2 separate regions of the Rattus norvegicus genome follow, and region 1 is linked to region 2. The links are chromatin contacts, called in public Hi-C maps. All regions are on one chromosome and are shown on one strand. The core of a region is the stretch at or near the end of the contact, and the rest is flanking DNA. Distances in the headings are between cores, read along the strand shown.

The links. A called contact is a pair of places that touch in the nucleus more often than the background predicts.
Region 1: a contact with region 2 is called in a Hi-C map of Schwann cells, with 4 times the contacts expected there. The contact joins the promoter of Pitpnc1 here to the promoter of Nol11 in region 2. A contact is called at or near these places in 6 of 12 Hi-C or Micro-C datasets (Schwann cells, frontal cortex, hepatocytes and 3 more).

What each region holds. Positions count from the first base shown.
Region 1 is chr10:92,926,181-92,932,439 of GRCr8, reverse strand. Pitpnc1 (phosphatidylinositol transfer protein, cytoplasmic 1) reads left to right here and starts at 4,096. Exons shown (of 10, transcript NM_001427419.1): 1 at 4,096-4,925. The coding sequence starts at 4,878.
Region 2 is chr10:92,636,370-92,642,660 of GRCr8, reverse strand. Nol11 (nucleolar protein 11) reads left to right here and starts at 1,267. Exons shown (of 18, transcript NM_001402074.1): 1 at 1,267-1,452; 2 at 2,930-3,043; 3 at 3,158-3,214; 4 at 4,599-4,747; 5 at 5,946-6,003. The coding sequence starts at 1,312.

The DNA of each region.
Region 1 (6,259 bases), core at 2,847-5,346, 290 kb before region 2:
CTTCAGAGCTAGAAGAGGATGTCAGATGCCCTGGAGGTACAGGCGGTTGGGAGCCTCTTGATGTGGGCGTTAAGAACAGAACTGGCGTACAACAATGTCAAGCAACCAGAGCTTCCAGGGACTAAGCCACTACCTAAAGACTATGCATGGACTGACCCTGGACTCTGACCCCATAGGTAGCAATGAATATCCCAGTAAGATCGCCAGTGTAAGGGGATGCCCTGGGTCCTGCTAAGACTGAACCCCCAGTGAACTAGACTATGGGGGGAGGGCGGCAATGGGGGGAGGGTTGGGAAGGGAACACCCATAAGGAAGGGGAGGGGGGAGGGGGATGTTTGCCCGGAAACCGGGAAAGGGAATAACACTTGAAATGTATATAAGAAATACTCAAGTTAATAAAAAAAAAAAAAAAAACATGAGTCTTAACTCAGAAAATAATTAAAAAAAAAAAAAAAAAAAAAGAACAGAACTGGCATCCTCTCTAACAGCCAAGTGCTCTCAACCACTGTGCCATCTCTCCAGTTCCCAATGGCTACTTTTTTCTTTTTAAATCATCTTCTCTCAACCCTTTCTCCTCCCCACTGCAGAGCTAGAAGAAACCAGGTCTTGAGCAGGATGAGAGATCTCCTATTGAACTACACCTCAGCCTCCCCCTCCCCCATGCAACCCCTTTGGACAAGTTGAAAATCAGTCTCTAAACCTCCAACCCCCGAGCTTGCTCTTCTAGAGGCTGAAAGTCAGTCCCAATCAAGTTCGGAGTAATTAGACCCTTGCATAGGACCAATGGATCTTACACTGATTCCTGGTCGCCCCCTCCTCAACACGGCCAAATGCTGGATGGTGGAGGGTTGACATATTTAATCAGTGAAACCAAGAATTCTGTTCTTATCTTTCAGTGACTTCCATAACAAAGTGCCATCTGTCCTAAGACGTGAAGTCAACGCGTGATGCCTTTACTTTCCCTGTGCCCTACCCTCATTTTTACATTCGACCGCCGACAACTGCAGTTGATGGAACCTCTTATCAACCATTACCATGATAGCGTTGCCCTCCGTCACCTTGAAAAGGAACAGGTATGGCTGGGAGGTGGTGGCACGTGCCTCTAATTCCAGCACTCTGGAGGCAGAGGTGGGCGGATCTCTGAATTCAAGGCCATTCTGCTTTGCAGAGTGAGTTCCTGGACAGCCAGGGCTACTCAGAAACTCTTTGCATCCAGAATCATCATCAACAACAACAAAATGGAGGAAGGAAGGAAGGAAGGAAGGAAGGAAGGAAGGAAGGAAGGAAGGAAGGAAGGAAGGAAGAATTGTCATTTATTTGGGGCTGCTGAAGGCAGAACTTGAAACGCTTGCAAGCACCCACTTTTGATCACTAGATGGCACCCTCTTCCCCAAGACTAAATGAGTTATGAATGAACTCTTCCTAACCCCAGACCACGAACCATAGTAATGAATCCTAGCCGCCCCTAATTCCCGCCCAGATTGTTTATGTCCCGTCCTCTCTTCCTCATTCCATCGGGTCCACAGGTTCCCATATGTTTCCTGTAGTATTTACGTTAACACAGGCACCTCTAGTATTGCGTCCTCAACAATTCAGCACATTGCTGTCGGCGTTACTTTCCATAACATATACATGGGTAGTCAATGCTTGGCTTTAAAATGATGTCGAGGGGTTGGGGATTTAGCTCAGTGGTAGAGCGCTTGCCTAGCAAGCACAAGGCCCTGGGTTCGGTCCCCAGCTCCGAAAAAAAAAAAAAGAAAAAAAAAAAAAAACAGTAAAATGATGTCGAGAGGCCAGGGATGGCATGAAGGGTTCTCCGAGAAGGCAATGGGACGGGCAGAAGGATCGAGGCTGAAAAAACGGAGTTTTTTTTTGCAGGCATTAGGATTAAGAAATACTAATGGGCTAAAGTGGGAGAGACAGTCTCAGAGCCTGGAGCATCCTGTTGTCAGGCCTTCAAGGTGCTGGGTTAGAGCTGTGCTTGCACACTTAGTGAGAGCAGGCAATAGAGGCGCTGAGTAAAAAGGGAAAGACAATGCATGGGGGGGGGGGCGTCACCTTGGTAACAGGAGGTGGAAGAAAAGCAGAGTCACCCAGCAGTGTCCGGGTTCCCTGTCCGGGGATTCACCCTCCCATGGATTAGAAAACACTACTGTAGGGGCTGGGGATTTAGCTCAGTGGTAGAGCGCTTACCTAGGAAGCGCAAGGCCCTGGGTTCGGTCCCCAGCTCCGAAAAAAAGAACCAAAAAAAAAAAAAAAAAAAAAAAAAAAGAAAACACTACTGTACTGAATACTTGCAAAGTTTCCCGTCTGTCCTTATTCTCTGAACAAGGTAATATAGCAACTACGTAGCTAGCATACAAGTTGCCTTACACAGTATTAGCAGTCTAGAGATAACTAAAAATGCACAGAAGGGTCTGTGTAAAGGTTATTTAATGCCACTCCACTAAGAGGAAAGGAAGAAGGAAAACAGCTTGTGTTTTTCTTTCTTTCTTTCTTTCTTTCTTTTTTTTTGGTTGTTTGTTTTTGTTTTTGTCTCACAGGTTTCCAGTTCAACTACCAGGTCAAATTTAGATGATCTACCTCAAAGGATGGTGGCAGACTATACTTTTAATCCCAGCACTTGGGAGGCAGAGGCAGGTGGGTCTCTGAGCTCAAGGTCAGCCCGGACTTCAAAGTGAGTTCCAGGACAACCAGTGCTACACGGAGTAACCCTATCTCAAAAACAAAACAAAAGCAAAAACAAACACAGTTCTCAAGGAATTCGGTTTGGCTTTAATTAGCTGCTGTAAATATTTCTGAGCCAACTATGGGAAGCATTTATCTAGAAAATATTTTTTCTTTGTTTCTTTCTTTCTTAACCAAAATATAAGCTAGAATTAGGGTGTCCTTTTCCTAGCAGGGTGGATCATGTTCCCTGAGTTCTAAACTTGGGTCATCTAGACAACTTTAGCCAGAGCCCATTCCCATTATGTTGCTTAGTGACCTACTGAGCATAATTTTAACATCTGTATTATTGAGGCCTGCATAGTCTGCCTTGCCCTATGCAAGCTCTATGGGTGGATACAGGTTTCCGGAGTTCACAAGCACACACACACACACACACACACACACGCACGCACATCTATACGTGAGAGCCAGTGATGCTTACAGATTATCCTCCTATAGGCACTGGATGCATATTTTTTTTCCATTTTTAGGAAAACAAGCTAAAAAAAAAAAGTCAGACAAATGAAAACCAGACTTCAGCAGTTACATGCTGCTTCCTGAGTAACCGAAGAATGTGCTTCTTGTGGTTAAAATGAGAGATCTGTTTAATATGGATGAAATACCAACACCCCAGGCATTTTAATTGACATTTCACTGTGACTTTTTGAACTTAGGAGTGCTGACACGAAAACCTATTCTTTCTGCTCTGGGAAGCTTGCAGTAGGATTGTAGAGCCAGGGAGAAAGAGGTAACAGGCAATCTCAATCTCAATCTCTCTCTCTCTCTCTCTCTCTCTCTCTCTCTCTGTGTGTGTGTGTGTGTGTGTGTGTGTGTGTGTGTGTGATGTGAGCGCGCGAGCATTTATACTTTGTTTTTACCAACACTGCTGGAGGATTCCGTCTTAAAAACATATTAGAAAAACATACTGTAAAACCATCACCTCTTTTGCCCTCGGCCTTGCCTTACCCTATCAGAGAGAAAAATGTTCGCTGTGAGCATTTGTAAAGACGCTCCCACCCCCAAAGTCAAGGGGCACTAGTGCACTTTGGAAACTGAGTTTCCAGAGCGACTAACTCGAGAGCCCCATGGCACCCAGAGTACATTCGAAAACAGATCCCAACGTTGTCAGAGTCCAGGATAGCCCCTCTTTGCGATTCTCTTCGTCGCTAGCCGCTCTAGGTTCTGGGACAGCCCAGGCTGTCTGGCAGCAGACGGGGAGAGACATGCTGTTTTGTTTAAATCCTCCACATTCTTTGCCATTTCCCCATTGGCCGGATGGGGCTACCCTCCCCGCCGCGGCCGCTGCTGATGTCAGCCTCGTCGCTCTCGCTCCTCCCGCACCCACCTCCCTGCCCCAGGCACACTGCAGCTCGGCGCGGACTCTCCAGTCGCGGCGAGCTGGCTGCAAACTCACGGGCACGCACGGAGCTCGCAGAGCCGAGGGACTCGGGGGAGGGGACGCGCGCAAGGCGCTGGCAGCCAACCGCCGAGGTTGAAGACACCCGGGGCCCAGAGCAGGGCAGAGCCCTGGCGGCCACGGTTTCCCTTCTCTCTCTCAGCTGAGCTCCGGAGAGACTCGGGGACTGGCCCTAAAAAAGAGCAGGAAATCTTGTTTACCGCCCGGGGAGAGGAGCCCATCGAGCCTTTGTTTGGAAAGTCAGCATCGCCGGCTCCCGCGGCAATGTGTTCCTGGTGACATTAACCCAGGGTAGACGGGTAGGAGAAAAGGGAGCTCGCCAGGTTCAGCTCTGCTTTCGGAGGAGGATCGAGAGGGCGACTTTTGTGCATTTGTTTGAATTTGTGGAAATCCCTTTTCCCCTTCCTTTTGCCTCTCTTGCCCGCCGCCGGGCATGTCCTGATCTGGTAGCCGCGCCTACCAGCCCGGGGCTGCTGATCGGAGCTGTCTCCCGCGGGTCTCCCTCCCTCAGTGCCTGACTTTGCAATACCGGGAGAGCTGATCTCTGCGAGGAAGGAGGCGGGGGAGTCACAGACACCGGGACCCGAAGCTTGACATGCTCTGGGGCGGACCGGAGGCAGTTAGGAGCTGAGCGCACCACCCCGGCTGCTTCGCTCTCCGGTTCCCAGCGTTTTTGCCCTCCACTGGGCTCCAGCCTTGCTCATCAGTTGGGACGCCCCCTTCTTTCCCGGGGTCCGCGGCCGGCAGGAACATGCTGCTGAAGGAGTACCGAATCTGCATGCCGCTCACCGTGGACGAGGTAGGCACCGCGCCCGGCCTCGCCCGCTTCGGGTCCCCAGCCGCCACCACTCGGCCGGCGGGTCCACTGCGTGCGGCGGGGAAACCCTGGCGCCCAAACCTGGAGGCTGTAAGGGGAGGAGGCTGGGGATTCGCTGTTCCCACTCGTCACCCCGGCAGAGGAAAGGAGGCGTGGGGGTGGGGCGGGGGAGTCCAGGTGAGCTCTTCGGGGACATCTAGAATCAGATTACTGGGGACCACAATGCGTCACAGGGAGCTGTTGCGCCCCCTCCCTCCAATTAAGCAAATGCACAGAGTACAAGACTCCAAGCATGCTCTGCAGCCGGAGTATCGGGGTACCCCGCCGTGGTGATAGCCACTGTCCCCATGTACCCTTTACGAGGTGGGTTTGCAGGGACATATCCCGCGCGGTCGGGATCTGCCGAGAGTCCCTCCTGGGGGCACGTCGGAGGCCTAGAGAGGGTCCGTTTAGAACCAGATTTCTCCTTGTCGCCTCCAGTCTAGGCGCTGGCTCCTGCCCAGTCCGAGCATCCAGGCTCCCTCCGGGACCTGGCTTGTCCTTTGCTGACCGCCTGGCTCGGAAACTTTCTGCGTGTCTCGTTCCTTCCGCGGCGGGGAGCGTGGTCTTAGGAAGAGCCCCAGTGGTGGGGCCCGCGGCGCGGCCACCGGAGGGCGCTCCAGGCCGTCGGGCCCAGCCCTCCCGGCTCTGAGTATCGGGGCTGCAGGGTAGGGGGCTCCCTGCTCAAGGGCTCGGCCTCCACGCGCAGGTCAGCTTGCATTCTTCCGATTCTTCCTCCGCCCCCCCGACCTCCCCCCCTGCCGCCCCAACAGCGAGCTCCGCCATTGAGGAAACGGTGACTCAGTGAGGGTCACTCCGGCCCGGGCTTCGTTTTCGTTCCCCTTTCTCCCCACCTCTTTGGATATTTCATAAGTGCTTTGCGTCTGTCTAGGGCCACATAGCCAGAATATGAAGCCAAACAAGGCAGTTTGAAAAAAGAATCCTGTGGTTTGGTGTGGCAACAAATGAAATCAGCGATCCACGACGTATTTGTATTTAAAACCGGTGCATTTAATCTATCAGACATGTGATCTATTCACTACTTTGTGAAAGGGGCCTTGTGCTTTTGTGTTACTCAGTCAAAGACTATGGCTGCCCCCCACCCCCCACCCTTACCGGGATGGTGGTAGTAATCTTCCTTCGGCATCTGGCGCCTGTGTTAAGGTGAGAGAGACCCTAGGACCCTCCCAGGCAAGATCAAAGTAGCCTAAAGTTTACAAAACACTTGACACTCGACACTGGCTGCCAAAGACTGAGAGGGATAGTTTAGCCACGCC
Region 2 (6,291 bases), core at 18-2,517:
AAACAAAACAAAACAGAAACAATGTGTGTGTATGTATGCGCGCACACACACACACACATACACACACACACACACACATATATATATATATATATATATATATATATATATATATGCATACATTGTGCAGCAGTCTGCTCAAACTGCAGTAGTGCCTCTGAGTATTTCCTAGCAAGGAAAAAGGAGGTGTAAGGCCCAGAGACTCAGCAAATAAAATTTACAAGTATAATTAAGCCAAAACCTGTAAAATTCACAAGCCCCATCCCCAAAGTTATACAAGCAGCAAACCGCTCCACTTTAGCTATCTGTCAGAGTCAGGGATCTCCAGGGATGAAACTTTTGTGATTCTTCACCCACACTGAGGTTAAAGGAAGCCTAGCCAACGTTAGTTAGCACAGAGCATTTCCTAGTTCGCTCTGTGAGAGCACCTCCCAGTAGCCCAGGCTGGCCACCAATCTGTTGATCATCCTTGGCTTGCCAAGGGCTGGGCATGCCCTGCTAAATTTCTTTTTGTAGCTAAGGCTGTCCTGGAATTCCATGCGGACCAAACCGCTCTCGAATTTACTGAGATTCCCCCCTGCCTCAGCCTCTAGAGTGCTAGGATCAAAGACATGTGCCACCACGCCCAGTTAGATTTCGTGTTTTGTTTTTTAATCAAAGGAATTACATCCTTATAATCTGGAAGAGATTTTTCTACCAGCGCCAAAACGACAGGAAAAATAAATGCCCACAGGACTAGACACCTCTGGAGGGTTGATGTAAATGAGATTAGGCATTTTGAAACAGCACCTTAAGAGTCATCTGCAGGTTAATTTTTTTTCCCTTCTGGCATATTGCGGTAGGACTTCCTAGAGTTCACTTAGCATGTTTTTTTTTTTTTTTTTTTTGGAGCTGAGGCCCGAACCCAGGGCCTTACGCTTGCCAAGCAAGCGCTCTACCACTGAGCTAAATCCCCAACCCCACTTAGCATGTTTTTTAAAGCTGCTTTTTTTTTTTTAAAACCAGGCCATTTTTTTTTTAAACTCATCCTTCAGTTTCCATTAGCTAACTGGCAAACACAGGGCAGAGAAGCCAACTTAACGATTTGTCTCTAGGAGTCGGGAGGCGTGGCCTCGAGGGGCACGGTCATTGGCACGTGGTCTAGGCTCCACCCACTGGGCGGTGATCTCTCTTCCACCCGCCAGGGGTCGCAGTTCTGCAGGAGCTGATTTTCCTCCTTTGGCGAGGACCCACCCCTTTTGTGTCTTTCGCTCTCGCGAGAGAAGCGCAAAGCCTACTGGGAGGCATGCACGGGCTGTAGGCCAGCCCAAAATGGCAGCCTTGGAAGAAGAATTCACGTTGTCTACTGGAGTCTTAGGCGCCGGGCCTGAAGGATTCCTAGGTGTAGAGCCCAGTGACAAGGCCGACCAGTTCCTAGTGACCGACAGAGGCAGGACCGTCGTCCTCTACAAGGTGAGGGCGGTGGGAGCGGCGGGCAGGTGTCTCGCCTCTGTCGGAAGCTGGGAGCGGGAGGCTTGAGTTTATCACCTCTTGGGATGGAAAGCCAGGAGCGGGCGTGACAGACGTCTGCGGTGCGACAGAGTCGGCTGGACGCCGAATGAGGTTCAGAAGCTGTTTGCTTGTGAGGACTGACATATTTCCGAAGGACATGCGGCGGTGTCTCGGTGCACAAGGGATAAGCTGGGAACCTATGCCTCCCCTTCTAATCTCCCGGAGAGAGCCGGGCCAAGGGGATTTCTGTCACCCTGCGGCTTGCTTGCTGAAGGGTCGAGCGGAGATTGAGCTTCAAAGGATGACACTGATAGGTTGAAAATATGTGTTCTCCAATACATCCTCGGTTCCTTGGGATTTCTGGGACGCGGGAAGTCGGGGAATGGGAAGAGGCAGAGATTTCTTGGTATCCTAGAAAGGTTGAGCAATTCTGCATCACACTCTGAAACTTAAGAGTTGAGGGCTGGAAAGTCGCAGTCTCACCGGATTTGCAGCCTAATTCCTGTCTCGGCACACTTAGAACCTTGTTATAGCAATCATCCACAAAACACTTTTTTTTATTACTTTTTTATTAACTTAAGTATTTCTTATTTACATTTCGAGTGTTATTCCCTTTCCCGGTTTCCGGGCCAACATTCCCCTAACCCCTCTCTCTCCCCTTCTTTATGGGTGTTCCCCTCCCCTTCCTCCCCCCATTGCCGCCCTCCCCCCAACAATCCCGTTCACTGGGGGTTCAGTCTTAGCAGGACCCAGGGCTTCCCCTTCCACTGGTGCTCTTACTAGGATATTCATTGCTACCTATGGGGTCAGAGTCCAGGGTCAGTCCATGTATAGTCTTTAGGTAGTGGCTTAGTCCCTGGAAGCTCTGGTTGCTTGGCATTGTTGTTCATATGGGGTCTCGAGCCCCTTCAAGCTCTTCCAGTCCTTTCTCTGATTCCTTCAATGGGGGTCCTGTAGAAGGAAAGGAGATTCCTGAACACCGTCCTCTAGCCTCTGGGTTCATGAGTGTGTGCGTGCACAATAAATACATACATGTAATTAAAAATAAATAGTGGGTTGGGGATTTAGCTCAGTGGTAGAGCGCTTGCCTAGCAAGCTCAACGCCCTGGGTTTGGTCCCCAGCTCCGGAAAAAAAAAAAAAAAAGAAAAAAAGACTAAAAATAAATAGTAACTATCCACTCTGGAACTTGAGGTAAGAGAATCTGGATTCGAGGCCAACCTAGATTACACAGAAAGACCATCTCCAATACAGAAGAAATAATAATTTGTCCCAGCCCCTGGTAGCCATTCTCTCAGATGTCATTGTTTTAGTTTAGGTACTTCACACAGGTAGAAATCATAGTCAGTACTCTCATTCAAGGGCTTTTTTTTTCATTTATTAAATCTAACTGCTCTAATGTCCGAAGCTAAATTCTTAAACTGTTTATTCTTTTGCCAGGTTTCTGACCAGAAACCCTTGGGCAGCTGGTCGGTGAAACAAGGCCAGACTATAACATGTCCTGCTGTGTGCAACTTTCAGACTGGAGAGTATATTATGGTACATGACCATAAGGTAAAATTGAAAACAATAATATGTGTAACATAAACTATATTGCATGTATGATTATTCCTTACATGTAAATAGGCAATACAGCACTATATAACCAGTGTACTTTTTTGATTTAAGGTTTTGAGAATATGGAATAATGAAGACGTAAACCTGGATAAAGTATTCAAAGCTACAGTAAGTCTTTGGGTTTTCTGACATATTTAATTATTGGTGAAATGAAACAACTCAATTTCATGTTTGATATATACCACATTGCCTCTGGGGAAAAAGAGCTCACGCTTGTCATTTTCCCCTTCATGTGTTAGTGGGTTAGACACTACAGGCTATGTAATCCCATAAAGACTGATTTAAATAGTTCTGAATGGGGCTAGAAAGATGACTCTTCAGTTAAGAGCATTTGCTGCTCTTGCAGAAAACTGGAATTCAGTTCCCAGCACACAAGCACCTATAACTCCAGCTCTAGGCAATCCTGATGCCTTTTCGGGCTTGCATACACATGATGCACACACATGATGCATACACATACATAACTATTTTTAAAAATAGAAAAATCGTTTTTGGAGTTTGAATGTTTGATGTATTTCTTGTAAGAATGTTTATTTTCTGTGATATTTCGTCTCACCAGCCCCTTGTGTACTCTTCTAATCCCAGCACCCACGAGACAGAGACAGAGACAGAAGTGAGACCCTGTCTCAGCAAACGAATTTCTAGTTCTAAATGTCTGTCTCTATAATTAATAACGTCTGGGGCTGAAGAGGTGGCTTAGTGATTAAGAGCACTGGCTGTAACTCCAGTTCCATGGCTTCTGACAACTACAAACAGACATACATGCAAGTGAAACAAATGAACATAATAAAATAGAAATGATATGGAATTGATACACCTTAGAACCCCAAGTGAGAATAATTCAGAGCCAATACAGTTGTTGCCTAGACGCATGAAACTGCAAACTGTGCTGCTTCCTAAAATCCTGGAGAGCTGAGCTCTTTCTCACCCTTCGTTAGCAGCAAGAGCCTTACCTATTACCTTACCAGCTCCTTGCTGCTTTTGTCTTTGTAATTGTTTGTTTTATTTTGTGTTGTCTTAGTCAATCTCTGTTTCAGCATGTGTGTGGGTGTAAGGCTTAGCTCAGTTAGAATGCTTGCCCAGTCTGTACAAGGCCCTACAGCACGGGGTCAGACAGACAGACCCAGGGTGGGGGTAGGCTAATAATCTCTATCTTTCTCTCTGACAGAATTTTACTGTATAGTCCTGGCTGACCTGGAACTTGATATGTAAACCAGGCTAGCCTTGAACTCACATACATCTGCCTGCCTGCCTGCCTCCAGGAAATTAATAGCTCAGACTTCTGGGTGGCAGGGAGGACAGGCAGATCCTCAGGGATTAAAGGGATTAAAGGTGCCCAAACATAAGTCTCTTGGGCACCTGCTGGTAATGTCAGCCACAGTCATGAGTCCAAGGCCAGGCAACTAAGCTAAACACCTTTAAATGTCTGTATTGCTTTATATGTCTATTCTTTTAGAGTAAAACTAAAAACATTTGGAACCTTTTTTTCCAGCTGTCAGCTGAGGTCCATAGGATCCACTCAGTACAAAGAACAGAACCCCTGGTGCTGTTCCGAAGAGGCGCTGCTCGTGGGTTAGAGGCCTTGCTTGCAGAGCCACAGCAGAACATTGAAGCTGTCATACCAGATGAGGAAGTGATCGAGTGAGTGCCAGTACTTGCCTATGAATTTTTACTTAGAAAATGTACTTTAATACTTTTTTTTTTTTTTTTTACTGTGTTTAAAGGTATTAGTGCTAGAAACATAAAGGACTATGGGATAATTCAGTGGTATAGCCCTACCTAGCCCTAGCCTGTTTGAAGCCTAGAATCAATCCCTGGAATCCAAAGGAAAAACATACCCTAATTAAATCCCACTTATTGCTGGGTATAGTCCTAGGCAGACAGAGGCAGTCAGGTCTCTGAGTTTGTGGCCAGCCTGGTCTGCATAATAAGTTCTAGGCTGGCAAGGGCTACATAATGAGACCCTGTCTTAAAAACAAAACAAAACGTTAACAACTACAACACCATTTATGAGACCCTGAGCACAGTCCCCAAGAGCCTGTGAGCCTGTGGAATAATAAAAAATGATGAGGAAATCACCATGGTCCTCGAGTCCTCACTGTCCGTCAAGTGTCAGAGACCTGGACAGTCAGTGGTTTGTAAGGAAATGGACAGTATTGGAAGTCCAAACTTTTTGGTTCTGTCATGCTTACCAGCCAAGCTGCAGCTCTTTCCCTGGAGAAAAACTTGTCTTTGTAGTAAGAGGTGATGGTAGGGCTGCAGTGCCTCTGGCTTTCCTGGGCCCTGGAGGAGCACTGGAGAAACAGCTCATTCACCTGGTGCTGGGACAGTGCGTGACCTTTCACTTGTGGCCTCTTGAGGTTGACCTGGTAGAAGCTAAAGTCCTAAGAGCAAGGCCTGTGCTGAGTGAGCGAGTGAACACTCAGTCTTGGACTGACCGTGCGTGTGTGCCTTAAGGTGTGAACAGCTGTCAGGCAGTGAGTGACTTTGGGTTCTCATCACCACTTTGCCACACACCGTCAGTGCTGCCCTAGTCTTAACTTCCCTTGCCTTGTTCTCTGTTGCTTATGGAAGCCATATATGGTTCTAATGTAACCCTAAGGACTCTAGTCCCCAAAGTAATGAGGTGAAAGGGGGATGCAGGCTCCTCTCAGCCCACCTCACAGTTTCATCAGTGTCTGGGAAGTTTGATGATCTGTGCTGCCTTCACTGCCATGAGTGAAGTCAGGCTTCCCTCTTGTCCTGACTCTAGAACACCATAACAGTTACTTAAATATCATTCATCAAGAGCATCTCTCAACTGATTTTGTGTTTTCTAATTTTTCTCTCTTCTTTAAAGGTGGTCAGAGGTTTTCATGTTATTTAAGCAACCGGTTTTAATTTTTATTACTGAAAATGTAAGTGATATCTTCAATTTCTGGTCTTTTTTAAGTCACCTGTGTTATTTTTAAAACTAAGATGCAATTTTGCTATTTCTCTTAGCTTGTTTTTTTTGTGAACACTAAAATGGTAGTTATAACTGTTCCTATGCCTAAATTAAGCTTTTTTTTTTTTTTAAGAAGACTTAATTTGCTTTATTCTTATGGTTTAAAGCCCCCATATGGTAGTGACAGCTGGAGCCTATATCCTCTAAATGAAGACTCCAGCATGGATCTTCACAAGATGGTCAGGGATTTTCTGGTGGG